2 separate regions of the Mus musculus genome follow, and region 1 is linked to region 2. Evidence: chromatin contacts called from public Hi-C data. All regions are on one chromosome and are shown on one strand. The core of a region is the stretch at or near the end of the contact, and the rest is flanking DNA. Distances in the headings are between cores, read along the strand shown.

Region 1 (7,519 bases), core at 2,857-5,356, 360 kb before region 2:
TGAGGAATAGAGTGTCTCTGAAAAGATAAATAATTCACAAATAACACATAAGGAAGCCTTTCCTATTCATAGAATATGGACATTAAGGCTACATTTAGTTTAATCAGAACTCCACACTTTTCTGGCCTGCCTTCTTCCAATGCAAATTAATTGTCTCAAGACTCTTGAAGTTTTTGCTCAGAGAGAACGTAGCTTTGTAGTCTCTCCAGACAAGGTAGCCAGCTCATGCCATGAGGCTTTTGATAGCAGGAAGTGCAGTGCTCCTCAGAATAAGTCTGGGTATCCAAGAGTATTGACTAACTGATTCAGAACATTTGCACACATGACTCATTGACAGGAGACAGAGTGCCTTTGCTCACTTTGTGTTTCTAGAAAGGGTTAATTTTGTTAATCTCTGAATTGGGTTGTCAGAGTCTGTGATTGGAACCTCAGGGGGCTTTTCATGTGGAGGACTAGGCTTCCTGGAGCTTAGGGAAACTCACTGAGATTTCTCCAGGACTTCAGGAGATGCCATCTGGGAACTCTTCTAGGATCATCCATGAACATCTTGGCCCAGTCTGCAAGTCTCAGTAGGGTTCTTGGTTTCTATGTATTTTTAACAACACTGGTAACGTAAGAAAGCCCAAAGATTATTTTAGCTTTGAAAATTTATTTTGTAAAGATACAAAATTGATTGTTTACCCTGAAGTGCAGCCTTTATATAATGCCTGTGTTGAGACTTGAACTTGTTTCTAACAGGACTGCTAAGTTGAAATGGTCACAGCTAATTCTACAAATATGGACTGGTCCTATGGTCCTTTTAATGGCAGCTAACGGAAACACAGCTCTTCTCCAGCTCCTAGTAACAGTCTTCTTTCCCTTTACTGTTTTTGCTTTTTCTGCTTTTGAGGTATGAGCTACTTCACCTAATCCACATTTGTTTCTCCCTTCCCCTTTCTAACAAATATGGCACCATCTTTGCTAGAGTGACCTTTCTTCTTCTATTAACTTTTAAAATTAAAAGTCTTAAAATTATTTCTACTTTCTTGAACTTTTCCAAAACATTTCTTTAACACATTGTTTGATTAAATTAACATTGCATGTTTTGTAATTGTAATTTTTTGATCAATTAACATTGATGTATTAACATATATGTTAATAACTTACAAATAATTGATTAGGATCTAAAAATCGGTCCATCAATGAAGGTGTAAGATGTTTATTCTATTCTAGTGGTGGGTATTACAAATAGATTATTTTTTTAAAAGAAGTTCTGGAAAGATTGAGACCATGTCATTAAGTATATTAATTATACTCCAGATATACAAATTTAGTTTTTTTATGGCTCTAGTTTTGTCTGTAATATGCTTAGTTTCTTCTTTTCATAGACTGCATACTTTGCGTATTTTTACTTTGGGTTCCTTCTCTGGCAGCAAAATGAACTTCTTTTCAAGAGGAATACACTTTTGATTTCCAAAGGTTTGAGAGCGAAAGGCTGTAAAACAGAAACTGCAGACTTGGTTAGACTGTTACAAATGTGGCTCTGCATGAGAAAGTGGGCTCTCCCCTCACTCTGCTCCCCCCATATAACTGAGATTATGATAAAGTGATGCCCACCTAATGATTTGAATTATCTTTTTATAGTATTTATTACACTGAGTATTATATGTCAAAGTAAGACAACTTGTCCTGCATTAGTAAACTCTAATTCTGTAGGCAATAGACAATATATGGAAAAATACATATATTAGGCTCAATCTTGGGATAGACATTTCTTCTTTTCATTCTCTTTACTACCTATAGCTGTTGTGTTCTGTTCACAAAACATCTGTTACTGTGTTTTACAGAAGCAGTTAGAGCATTGTACTATTTTGAGATAATGACTTGTTCTCTTAGGAGACTGTCAGGGTGGTTAGGTAGTTAATAATGAAAGAGATGTCTACTTTCAGGAAGTTCATGCCTGGTTCTTCCTAAGGAGGAGAGCCATTGTGTGGTACAGTAGCCCTGTTAGTTTACTAAAACAAGCACATCAGGACAGACTGACACTCAGAAGTGTTCTTGGCTTTTACTTGACAAGGTTTTTTGTTTGTTGAGATATAATTCGAGCACATTTTCAAATTCTTATAGCTATTACCACTGCAAGATCTTTTAAATTAAAAATTACTTATATTTATAAAAATATATGAAATTTTCTTTAAATTCAAGGTATTTTTTTAAACTTAAAAAATTATTTTAAACAAAACTCAAAATATAGACCTCAGTAAATGTTAATTAGGATTTGCTTTCTTTTCATAATACTTAATTTTTATTTATTTATTTTCTGTGTATGATGTGTGTGCTCAGACGCTCATGCAAATACTTAATTTTTATTTATTTATTTTCTGTGTATGATGTGTGTGCTCAGACGCTCACGCACACGCACATGTGCATGTGTGTGCACACATACCAGTGCATTCATTCAGAGGCCACAGGAGGATATTGGGTAACTTCCTCTAATGTTCTCTACCTTATTCCTTGGAGACAGGGTCTCTAGCTCAAATGGATATTGGTTGAGTTTTGGCCCCAGTGATCCTTTTCCGCAGCCTACCACCCCATGCAAGGGTGACCCGTGTGTGTGTCCGTCCGTATTATACGCAGCTTTTATCATGAGTTCTAGGGAATGCTTATTCATAGCACTGTACAGTGTATGGTGTTACTCCCCGAGCCTCTGCGCAAGCCCTCATAATACTTTCAAATAGTAAATGTATGTGTGAGTTTGACAGATACTTTTCTAGGCATGCTAGTAATCAGGACCATGACAGAGACTGTTCTATTAAGTCTCTCATTTTAGTGTATTATTGATAAATTTGAAAGTAGATCTAAATAAAGACATAAAAGCTAATAACTCCCACCTAAGGTTATGAGGAGAAATATTAATGGTTCTGGGATGTTAATTATGAAGCCCACATACACAATATTACTGAAAAATCTCTTGGTATTGCATATTTGGCCATCTGTCCTGCCTTCTGCACCCTCCCAGTTCTGTCCTTGATAGTGCTGACTAGGAGGGATGCTCTGATTACTCTTGTCAAAAGGCCCTTTGACATGACAGCTGATGTCTGTGCCCATGCGCGAGTGGTCCTTCAAAAATCATACTCTTCAGTGACATAAATGTGAGACTTTTGTATCAAGTGACAAACTTGACTGTTGAGTGATAAACAGAATTGCTGTGGGAACATTTAATAAACCTTTTAAAATTCACTTTGCAAAGTACACTTTCAACCTGTGTCACTTCTTCTCCTATAACGTATGTATTCTGTCTGATGCTGGGTGGAAGTCACTCTTGTTCTTAGCAGTGTATCCCATGCACTTGGACTGAAGCCCTGCTGGAAACCTCTGGCCTACGTGTGGTACCTGATTTCACCTCTTTCCGGATGGAGGAACAGAAGGGTTTTACTTTCTATTAACATTGACCTAATCTAGAAGGAATTTGGTGCAAGCATGCAAGGGGGCAGCAGTACCTTCATACCACAGAAGCCTACTTAGAGCTGCATTGTAGAATGAAATTTCTGGAAGTTAGCCACTTACAGAGATCTCCTCAGGTGACCCATCAAATACTCTCTTTTCACACAGTGAGATGACTCCCTCCATTCCTGCAGTATTTACTGTACTATTTTCAGGATCACATTATGTACACAATATTGTGAAAGAGTACCACAGAAAACAGAGCAGATGAAATGGTCTGCAACATCAAATGATAAGACATCCCTCTTCCTGGGAGCAGTTATACAGGAATGTAAAAATGTCCCCGTCTGTCTAAGCTATCAGTTTCCAATGTCGTCCCTGGAGGAAGTGGCTGAGAAGACATTTCCACCTAATGGGCTGTTAGGTTGCCTCTGTACTGTATAGTAAGTTGGTGGTTGCAGCCCACTTCCTCTAAGACAAAGGTCCATGGCTCTAAAATCCCATCACAGCTGACACTAATTGGCATTGCTGTCGGCCGTAGCTGTGGAAGCAGGCCTGTGTGGGCAGAGTGGGGCACTCTGAAGGGGGGTGTGGCACCAAGAGGATGGCTTCTCTGACTTTGCTGGTGACTACGCTGATTTCCTTTCTCCAACCTTTGTTCATGCAAATTGCATCACCTTCAGCATTGTTTGCTGACTTGGGAAGTCGGCTGAGAAACCCTCTTTCAGATCACTGTGTCATTGGAAACCCTACCTTGCACAATGTAGACTCTTGGACTGTTAACCTATGAATATTTCCCTTATACAAATGCAATTATCAATAGTAAATAAACATAGGATTTAACTCAAAAATTTCCCATCTGAAAAACTAGCCTACTTTTTTCTTTCTTGTTTTTCCCCCTTAAGCCAGAAACCAGAAGAGGGCATGTTAGTCTTTTAAAAATGAGTTTGGGATCCATTGGACCCTGTGCAGTTGTAATTCCTGTAAATAGGCAGAGAACCTGCTTTGCATTCATAGGCTTAGGAGCAAGGTTTTAGTTGCTACTAGAGTTTAGAATGAGTAGAAAAGCAAATTGGCTTTTTCCTTAAAGTTTAAACATGTCAGATTGTGATTGCTGCATGCAGTTCCCATTCTGATTATACAGACAAGAGGGAAGGGACAGATTGCTGGACAGTTAATTCTCTTGGCTGCACTGGGCGCTTTTCCTGTACATTATCTTTTAGCATTTACGGAATCTGCTTGTTGCCATTGGCAGTTGTAAGCAAATCCGAACTTTCTTAAATGCATATTGAAAAACTGGCGAGTAGTGGCAGCCAGGAGGAAGGGAATCCCTGGGGGAATTGATTCGTATATTAATCATTTATGCCCTTTCCCTGCATCCATTTAAAAATGAAAATGGATAGCCATTTAGGTACATAGTTCCTGCTCTCCCTGGCTTCCTCTCTCCTCTTCATCCGTTGCAGTCTCAGGAGTGTGGAGTGGGTTCCTGATTCAGTTGACTTGGAAACCAACTCCCTGGGAGATGCTCCACTCTTTCCCTGGGAAATTCTTAGGAAACCTTCCTCAGGAAATGGCTCGTTTCCCCACAGTGTCCAAAGAAGCACTCATTTGGTTCTTCCTCTCACTCCGCAAGTCCTTTAAGTAAAGCATTTAGAATTTATATTTTGTTCAGTTTTGTGGTATGTTCCTATGTCTCTTATGGGTAGGTACCACGATAGTATAAACCATTTATAGGGCCAGGGCCAGGGCCAGGGCCAGGGCCAGGGCCTATGAGGCAAGTGAAAGGCCTGGGGTATAAAATCTGATGGAAGAGGCTTCTTCTTGTCATAGTACATATTTTGGAGAAGTTATGATTTATTGTTTGTGATCCTTGACCTCTATGTACCTAAAAAGCCTGGGGAGTGATTATGACATATGCATATTGTCTTTGTATCTAGTAAGTGTCTGACTTTGTTTTAAAATGTGGAAACATTAGGCTTACTGTAAAAGAAGAGATTGTGATACAAAACATTGTTTTCTCAAAAGCAACTGTGCAAATCTCACAGTTAATTCATAAGACACCTTCGCCCTGGCTAAAATGTTTAAATAATAATAAAAAATGTATCATCACTATTTTCTGTGACCCCAGATTAATGAAAGACACAGTTTTACATCAAAGGAATTATTATTAGCACACATTTTACATTCCTTATGCCTCCTGTCTGTGTTTTGCTTCCTTAGACAAAAAAAGCTAAGGGCCCAACACTTGTATCTAGAGTTTTAAAGTATAAACTTGTTATAATTAACTGATGCTCTAATTTTATTAGCTGATAACAGTACCATATTATACTGATTGCTTCTAGCACTGAGAGATTCTTCACCCTCGTTATCAACTTTTAAAATATCAGACAAATTGATTATAGGGGAAAAATTTTTTTGACACACAAAATCAAAACTTCTTTTCATAGAAATCAATACCGAAACTAATATTTTGGCAGCTAAAATATGAAGAGAAGAACATTGTGCACCCTAACTCTAACATTTGTTCATTATTAATGGAGGAATAAAAATCAGAATTTGTCAACAGTTCAGTTATGTAATAGAAAATTACAATGAACAAGACCCCATTAAAAGTAATGTGTTTCTGTTTGCCTACTTTCTGAAGTATACCATCTGGTGGCTGTGCATTAGGGCTAAGCAATTTGAACACAGGTAAAGTATTTTAGAATTGGAGTACTAGCCTCACATTTACTAATAAACAGATTATTAAAGCATGCTTGCTACAAGCTCTGTGGACATATGGATAGGGTTTCAGAGAAAACACACTTAATTGTACATTACTGACATGTTTATGGGTGACTCAGGGAGAACTGACTAATTGTATGAATAGGGTAGGAAGTGGCCGTCTTAGAAACCAGGAGTACTTTGTGGAAATCAAAATGATGTCTCCTGAATAGTAATGTTTATGACATCTATCTAGAAACATTCTGAGGTCATTTAAAATAGACAGCGAAGCCCAGGCACGTATTTTTTAAAATGCATCACAGTTCTTGCATGTGAGTGAAAGAGAAGTTCACCAACGCTTTGTTGGCTATACTTACTATTTTTTAATCACTCCTAGCCCCCTAGAGGTGATTGGTTTATGTTGGCTCCACCCATATAGTATTGTACATACATCAGTACGCATACTGAGGAATCAGAAACCCACTTAGGAAGTTCTCAGTTCTCCAATGAAAGGGTTCATATGGGTGAAAGCACAGAGCATGTTGTGGTGTTTTGTGTTTTAACTGCCATTCAGTCTCCATGGGTCTGGGACAGTTGACCCATTCATCCTGCTTCACTGCAGGGAACAGCTTGGGAGGACTTTATCTTGTATGCAAAGGATTCAAATAGACTCTTTCAGACTATTGTCTCATTTTACTAAATGAGAGATTGAGAAAGCTTAGAAGAGGTGTTAGAGGGTGTGTTTTGCCATGCCAGGTCTCTGTGGCTTGAAGCCAGGGAAGAGTATGAAATACTACTTTTTCTTGTTACTCCACGTGTCCTGCAACATGAACACCAATATATTGCTCTGAAGAAACAGTGCACTAAGAAGAACAAGGAGGAGGCTGCAGAATACGCTAAACTTTTGACCAAGAGAATGAAGGAAGCCAAAGAAAAGCACCAGGAACAGATTGCCAAGAGACGTAGGCTCTCCTCGCTGAGAGCTTCTACTTCTAAGTCTGAGTCCAGTCAAAAATGAGTCTTTAAGAGCAACAAATAATGACCTTGAATCTCAAAAAGAAAAAAAAAGACAGTTAATAAATTGATAGTGCCAGTCATGAGTAAACATTTCACATTATGTGAGCATGGTTGACACTAAACTTCTATCAGATCACTTGTCTTTTATGATTACTTTGTGGATGGACAGACAGTTTATTGGTTTATTTTCTTAGAGCTTCTAACAACTTTTCAGATAGTAGACTAGATGGAAAAATAATATATATGCAAGATAAGCTACATTCTCTTGAGTCTCTTGAATGATGCTGCTGTTTATGCTGTTAATGTTTAGTGATTGTACAGTATGATTTTTAAGTCACAGGAAACACATTGGTTTTTATATATTTTGTATATAGTT
Region 2 (7,372 bases), core at 4,282-6,781:
TAGCCTATGAATTCAAATGGAGCAAAGCAAATGGCACGTTTGAAGACTTTTGCTAACAGAAGTATTAGGATTAATACAGGAGTACTATTGTTGCCATTGAGGAAGAGGAATGCTTGAAAGTGGCTGTAGTACTTCCCATGTGGGTGATGGAGAAAGGGTTTGTTAGGAGGTAGATTGGATTTGGGGGTGAAACCATCATGTTTACATAGCTCACGCTCAGGAGATGGACACGTGAGATCAACATCCTAAAGTCAGGCCAGCATGGAGCACAGAGAACTCATGTCTGAGACTATGAGACTAGATAAGAGAATCCAGAAAATATAAGACAGTGGGACAGAGAATAAGATGCTGTGTGTGGGCAGCTGCCTGATTTCTGGACCAAGACAAACAAACCAAGACAACTCTGCTCCTGCAATAGGATGTTGTGGCTCTCAGGTTGCCTTAGCCAGTCACTTGACACCTTAACAGCCTGGGCTAAAGGAAGGCTGCTATGTGGGCTAAATTGTACATGGTACTCTCATGAAAAGAGGAAAGTTCCTGTGATGATTCACTGAAAGTCCTTACACCAGTTATTTTCCATTCCTGCTGTGATATCCCTGTATACCTCAGGTTATGACATAAATATTGTATGAAGTATAGAGGGTTGATATAGTATTGATCTCAACACTAACTGGAAACTTATTTTTTGTAAAGAATTTGTTTTCTCCTTGTGAAATTATAAAACTTTAGACTAGACAAACAATGGAATTGTCACATTGAAATATGTTATGCAGTGCCTTCTAGGGTTACAAAATACTTAAATATTTGTAAAATTTCCTGTAAACTTGATCTTCCAAGTCTAAAATTGGGCAAAGATTGGGGATATAACCCTAAGCATATGAGATATTCAATACACATGTCATCTTCCCTTATATGATAGTGGTCAAAAGGTGGCCTATAGACATGGTGGAGTGAGTTGTCTGAGGTATTTCCAGGCTAGGTTAAACTCTATGAATAGGCTAGGAAAGAACAGAAATTCACATGAAAGCAAGACTCACAAAGAGATTTAGAATGAAGACTGGAAAAATATTCATGCTGGACAACAGTTCCGGGAGGCAAGGACGGGGAGGATGACCATGGCTCATTAATGGCGTGTAGACACTACTAACCGAGATCCCTTCTCTAACTGTGCAGAGTATAGGGAAGCTTTCTCACCTTAAGTTCTGGCAATGTCATCCGGAAGACTGACCACTCTCATGCTCCTGTGCTCCACAGTGTGTCTTCTTAGGAACAAGAAAACAGTAAAAGACAAGGCATGAAAAGGTCCAAGTGATGTGGACCGTGTACTTGCTGACCATCTCCACAGAGGTCCCGTGCTGTCTCTTCATCATCCCTGTGGCTTAGTAGTTGGAACAGCTTTCGGGAAACCAGGCTCTTGGTACCAAAGACCATTTCTAGCTCAAACCCATGTCCTGAGTTTGACAGCCTTCATTTTTATCCAATGGGGGTGGGTAACACACGAGGAAAAAAAAATTGGCCCTGTAAAGGGATCCTGAAAGAATGACATATTTGTCTATGAAGTATAAATACGAACAGCCATGGAGATATGGCCCTGTGGTGCGAGGCTTGCGCTCTGGCAACATTCATCTTTTGCCAGGAAACCCTAGATTTAGTACCTGAGGGACTGGAGTTTCAAATACCTTATACTTTTTTTTTAATACTCTGCCAAGAATTTAAATTGGTAAAAGCTGGGGACTGACAAAACTTGATCCCCAAGAGCTTTTCTGGCACTGCTTTATCAGAGACTACGGTGCCATTATTTTTATTATAATTATTATTTTTTTCTTTGGTGGGGTGAGAGCTCATTTATAACCCAGTGACTTCTACTCCCAGTTGTATTTTTTCTTAAAAAAAAAAAATCCCCAATGCTTAAATAAACAGAGGCTTTGCCTCTTGCAATGGTGTTAGAGGCTGTCATTGGATTTACATGCAAGAGGTTTTCAAGTCCTTTCATGTCTTTAGATCAAATCCGACAGACTTGAAAGGAGGGAACTAATTTTAGGATGCCTACTGCCACCAGCAGCGGCTTCTCATGCATCCGCACTCAGCCCTTCCACCCCTTTGGTCCCCTCCATGCCCTGACCGCAGGCATTGCTGCTCAGGAGTACCTTCTGCCTTAGTCAGCAACGGCGTTGGGTGTGCAGAAACAGACAGCAAGGAGGAAGAAATGCAGGTTTGTGCTCTGCCATCATTTCTTAGCCGTGGAACTTTAAACAAGTGACTGTCTTGAAGTCTAATCTACAAACTGACCATTGGATTTGCATCTGAGCATTGCTAGGAGAACGAAGTTAAAACAGATGAGGCAAAACTGCCTGATAGCATGAGTTCTCCGAGTGACCATCTGGTCTACACACAAGGACAAGGAGAAAGAAAGGAGGGGACACCCTGAAACAGCTCCGTGGGGGTGCCTCCCAAGGTTAGGGCCTTGACATAGATGTTTCTAGCCAAGGAAACAACAGCCACCACAGGGGCATATAAAACAAGAAGGTACTATTTACTGCACAGCATCTTTGCGGTCCTCAGTGCTCCCTGCAGCCATATTCCCCACTCTCTTCAGACCCTTGTTGGATTTTACCAGCAAGCAATTGCCAGGGTCAGCTCACCACTCCCTGCCTAGGGAGGCAGCAGCCACAGCAGCCAGTGTGTTCTCCGACAGACCTGGCATGTCCGAGCTGGCTGGAAATGACTGGAGTTTTATTATACAATTAGATCAAGTCTCTTAGGTGTAGTAGCCCTCCTTGTACTTAGAAGAATAGATTAGCCATTAGGACTTTGTATATTTTTCCCAGTAATTGACACCACATCCCATTTTCCTCGCCAAGGGGAAAAGAACCGCATAAAACAATCATGATTTGGGGGCCAGAAAGCAGGGGGGCTGGGGCGTTCACCTTGCAGCCATCTTTCTGGGTCCATCTGATCTACTTCTTTCACCCAGCTTTGAATCTCTCCAGAAGGCAGGCAGAACAAGCTTTGTTTTGTTTGTTGTTGTTTTTCCATTCCACGGCCCCTCAGGCTCAGACTCCCTAAGCACTTTGCTAAGAATAACCCAGGCATCATTTGCCACCAACAGACAGCAGCCAATTCTGGGCCAGAGCCTGGACATTCATAAAGACCCAGTGCAAACAGCTCCATTTTCCCCTCCCCATCCATTCCAACCTCCTCATCCCTCTCTTTCTTCCTTCCTCCCCTCCCTCCCTGCTTTCTTCCCTCCATATGTTTAGCTCCCAGGCTGTTCCAAGACAGGTCCATTAGTCACCGTTTCTGGAAGTATCACCTTTGCTGGTCAGGGAAAGGGGTGTGTTCGTATTGGAGACCCTTTGGTTTCCTGAGCTAAGAAACGGGGGAAAAATTGGACCCAAACCTCTGGTTTATTTGTGTCCACTTCTTTCCTCGTCTGCTGCAAGTTTAGATTTGCTGAGAACAGGAAGAAACCCATCACAGTGAGCAGTTCCAATAGGAAAGAGGGGAGTCACCTAGGTAGGCTTTGCCTGTACTTGGCATGGCCTGTGTTTACAAGGGGCCTCCATCTTGTGTTTCAGCCAAAAGCAGACACCTCAGGCCAGGCAGGCTGCATTCACACAAGCAAAGTAAACAGATGTTGTCAGATGTCTGGTCAAACGTTTGTTTCCTTTGGTCATGTCCTCACAGTCTAAGCTCAGATTTGAGCCGCAAGGCTGGGTGGCTATAGCAGACTGTTTTAATGTTCTGCCCATTGCTGCAAAATAACTGGGAGCTAAAGACCCTTCCCAACTGCAGCTGTCTCTGCGCCAAGGATTCATGGCCCTCGGCACTTCCCTAACCAGACCAGGGTGTGCAGGTTCCCAGTGCCGACACAGGCCAGAGCCATTCGCAGAGTAAGGTATGTGGCTGCTGCTACCACCCGTCTCTTTCTTCCTGGATGGACCATCAGACAACACAGGCAGCAGCGGCAGAATCAGTGGAGGTGAAACGCAGCACATTTTTCAGCTCGGGTCGATGGGTCCAAAGGGACGCCTTGCTGACACGTCCAGGCCGACTCCGTGGAGAGAAGCTGAAATGCCTATTTTCCAATGAGATCAATAAACCCACTCAGGCACTTTCCGCTCAGCACAGCTTTCCTGGGGTACCCTCTGGCCTTGTCTGTCTGTGTGGGTAGTCATAACAGGAGGTGACTTCATGTGTCTCCCAGGCCTCACGTGCACCCAGACTTTGTGCTCCTAGAGACAAAGGCAACACTTTTTATTGAGTCCCCAAAGCCCAAGGAGAAGCACGAGATAGCAAATGACTTTTCTTTGGCTGGTGATGACTTGTGAAAAGTCTGTTGTTCCCAGCAAGGCTTAAACTAAAAAGTCTACTGTTCGGAGTGAAGTGTGGGCCTCTCTCCACACGGCTCTCCCCCTCCCTCCCAGTACTCTGCCAGAACCAAACAGCCCCTACCTAGCCCTACCCTTTGACACTGAGAGCACAGAATAAAACTGGTTCCACTCAACCCCTGGGTTTGAAAACATGCAGGTGTAATTAATTTCCCACTTGATGTGCATATTTTTTTACTTAAAAAAATAATTTTTAATTCATTATTTTTAAAAACTTCCTATCACTGCATTCCCTCCTGCTGCCTGTCCATTATTAGCCAGAGGCCAGGTTCAGCCGGGCTTTCCCACGGGGCACCAGGCAAGTACCTGAGGGCCTTACCGCGTGGTGGCGTTCCCTCCCTCCTTCTCCCTATTGCCAGAGGAAACCCAGCTGGGCCCCTCGGTCTGCACAAGCCCCTAATTTAAGTTTAATAGCACGGCAATTTTACTGCTTTTGGCCAGGGTGTTTTGAGAAAGGTTAAAATATGTGAAAAATACACACTAAGAAAAATCTGTTTAGAAAACAATTCCAGTCTAAGTGCCGAATGCTCTCAGCTTCTGCCTCCTTCCAGGAAAGCAGCTAAGAGCAACCACACAATTTAGCTCCATTTTGGGGGTGGGGGGTTTCCATTTCCTTCCTATGGGATTTTTTTTATTAGCTTTTTTTTTTTCCAAAAAACCAAAAAACAAAAAAACCTGTTTTTCTTTCCTGATGCTGGTTTACTGCCTTGTATCTATCTACCCCCAAGGAGTTTAAAAAACCTCAAGTAAGTATTATTAGATTTTTTTTTTCTTCGTGTATTTTCTGATTCTTCTGGTGTGAGAGTGTGTGGTCAAAGTCCGTGTGTCTGCGTGTTGGTGGGGTGGAGGGAAGTGTGTCAGGGCCATGATGTCCACAAAGGCTACGGAGGAGCTGCTAAGCCTTCCAAATGTGTGCGGAGAAGTGAATTGCCTGTTGTTGTTGTTGTTGTTGTTGTTGTTGTTGTGACAACCTTACTGGTGGACGGTTCCTCTGCTTCCCAAGCTTTGTGGAATATCTGTTGAAGGGGTAAGAGAACCATGGGATTGAATGGACCATCAGACACCACCGTTGACCTCTGTGAGCAACGTGATCGATGCTCTCCACTGTGCGTTCAGTTAGGTCTTGCAAGCAAGCGCACTGCGAAGAGGAGGAGACCATGGATCAAAGAGTACATGGCCTCTGACACACTCAGACTCACAGGAGTCTAACTCAGTACTGCTTCTCCACGGGAAACTATCTCAACTTTGAGAAGGTACACACAATCTCCCTAGAAAGACAAGCACATTAATGGAGTACCACGGGCAAATGCTTTGAGCTGTTGGAAAGAGTTAATAGTTAATGGACATTGACTCAGCGTTAGAGTAGCCGTTCTTCCTCTGGGGGAGGAGCAGGAGAACACTGGGCTTGCTCAAGAAGAACAAAGTGATTTCACAAGTTGCCATTCCCCTGCCCTCCTCTAACTCTGCACAGCTTGCCACAGCAGGCATCACTAATACATGGACCAGAGTCCTCAGCTCCCGATTCTAGATACCTCTTAACAGCACTCTTGCGGTCTTGGTCTTCCGTGCAGCACAGCAGACCATAGTTTGTGCTCTGCATGCTTGGTGATGTTTAGCACATCTGTCATCTCCCCCACCTCGATCTATTTTATGTAATTGACTTATACCAACTTTTTTTCGTTTGCATTAAGATCGGGCCCTTTTGTGAGAGCAGTGTCCATAAAGTAGTAGGTTTAATTTAGCGACTGTATGATTCTGAACACTGGTTCTAGGGAAGCACACGTAATGATGTAATGTGTGGTGGTCTAGGAACCCCTCAAGGTAATGTTGGCAGGTTTTCTAAACTTGCTGTGTGGTGGGCATGGCAGCAGAACATAGCTTTGGAGATTGAAGGGTCTTGGCTGGACCCCTGGAAGACTCTGCACCGGCTTTCCGTCCTCGGGTAACTGATGTGTAATCTCTTTGAATTCCATAAAATGGAAGTATCAGGACTTTCTTTGCAGTACCATTTTTTAATTATTATGATTAATTCTTTGAAATGTTGCAGAATACACTTTGGTTATATGTATTCCTTTTTCTCCCCTATCTTCCCACCTCACTTTGTGTCTTGAAAAAACAAAAAACAAAAACAAACAAAAAATCCTGAAACCAATTTGTGTTGCCCAAATACTCTTAAGTGTGGGCCATCTGATGGAATGTGGTTGATTTACCAAGGACCCCCGTACTTAAATACCTTCTTCTTGCCAGTGGGCTAGGGGAGGGACCTCATGACCACCTCCCACCTCCATACTGGTTATGGCTTAATTATGACTTAGTTCTGCACAGGTCTCGTGCATGATGTCACAACATAGTTGTAACCTACCACCTCTGGCTCTTAGAATCTTTCCATCCCCTTTCTTCAATGGGCCCTGAGCCTTGGGAGGAAAGGGTGTGATGTGGATATCTCATTTAGGGCTACACACTTCCCAGTCTCCTATTCTCTATGTTGACCAGTTGTGTACCTCCTTTAGCCACCATCCACTGGGGGGGGGGGGGGGATGCAGACTCACAGGATTCTAACTCAGTATTGCTTCTCCACTGGAGACAATCTCAACTTTGAGAAAGTACACATAATTTCCCTAGAAAGACAAGCATATTAATGGAATATCGTGAGCAATCTTGAAGGTCAAAGTTAATGTACTGTAATAATACAGACACAGCACCTAGCAGCTTTTGGGCATAGTAGATGCTTAATAAATGGCCACTAGTGGAGATCTCTGCATGTTGATAAGATTGGGGCTGGTATCATCACTTGTAAGCCTGTCTGAAAGTCCCTTCCCTTCCCCTTGCACCCCAGCTGGACCCTGTCTGTCCTGATGCCTGTAAACATTGCTGAGAAACTGCAAATGATGTTCTTTGAGGGTAGATTTTTCTACCCCCCACTAGCCAGAGAGAGCCTTCCAGAATTTCTCCTCCACTGTTTCTCAGAGGGATATAGTGTT

Evidence for each region. Hi-C and Micro-C count contacts between places; a contact is called where the count stands out from the background.
Region 1: a contact with region 2 is called in a Hi-C map of liver, with 5 times the contacts expected there. The contact joins two enhancer-like sites. A contact is called at or near these places in 7 of 484 Hi-C or Micro-C datasets (cerebral cortex, forebrain, liver and 2 more), 1 of 115 datasets of contacts at active chromatin or transcription factors (astrocytes) and 1 of 9 other capture datasets (embryonic stem cells).

Annotation. Positions count from the first base shown.
Region 1 is chr4:84,428,443-84,435,961 of GRCm38.p6, reverse strand. All of the region lies in intron 3 of Bnc2 (basonuclin 2), which reads left to right. Among named protein-coding and RNA genes, the nearest start is that of Gm33597, 210 kb to the right of the region's middle. Within about 2 kb of position 4,106, at least 5 of the 459 cell types and tissues checked have an H3K27ac peak or open chromatin away from gene starts, as enhancers often do. A contact at or near this core is called in liver, where this site is marked.
Region 2 is chr4:84,066,535-84,073,906 of GRCm38.p6, reverse strand. Gm33480 (a long non-coding RNA gene) reads left to right here. Exons shown (of 2, transcript XR_390688.2): 2 at 1,174-1,512. It overlaps Gm33410 (a long non-coding RNA gene), which reads right to left and starts at 1,438. Exons shown (of 3, transcript XR_390687.4): 1 at 1,195-1,438. Within about 2 kb of position 5,531, at least 10 of the 459 cell types and tissues checked have an H3K27ac peak or open chromatin away from gene starts, as enhancers often do. A contact at or near this core is called in liver, where this site is marked.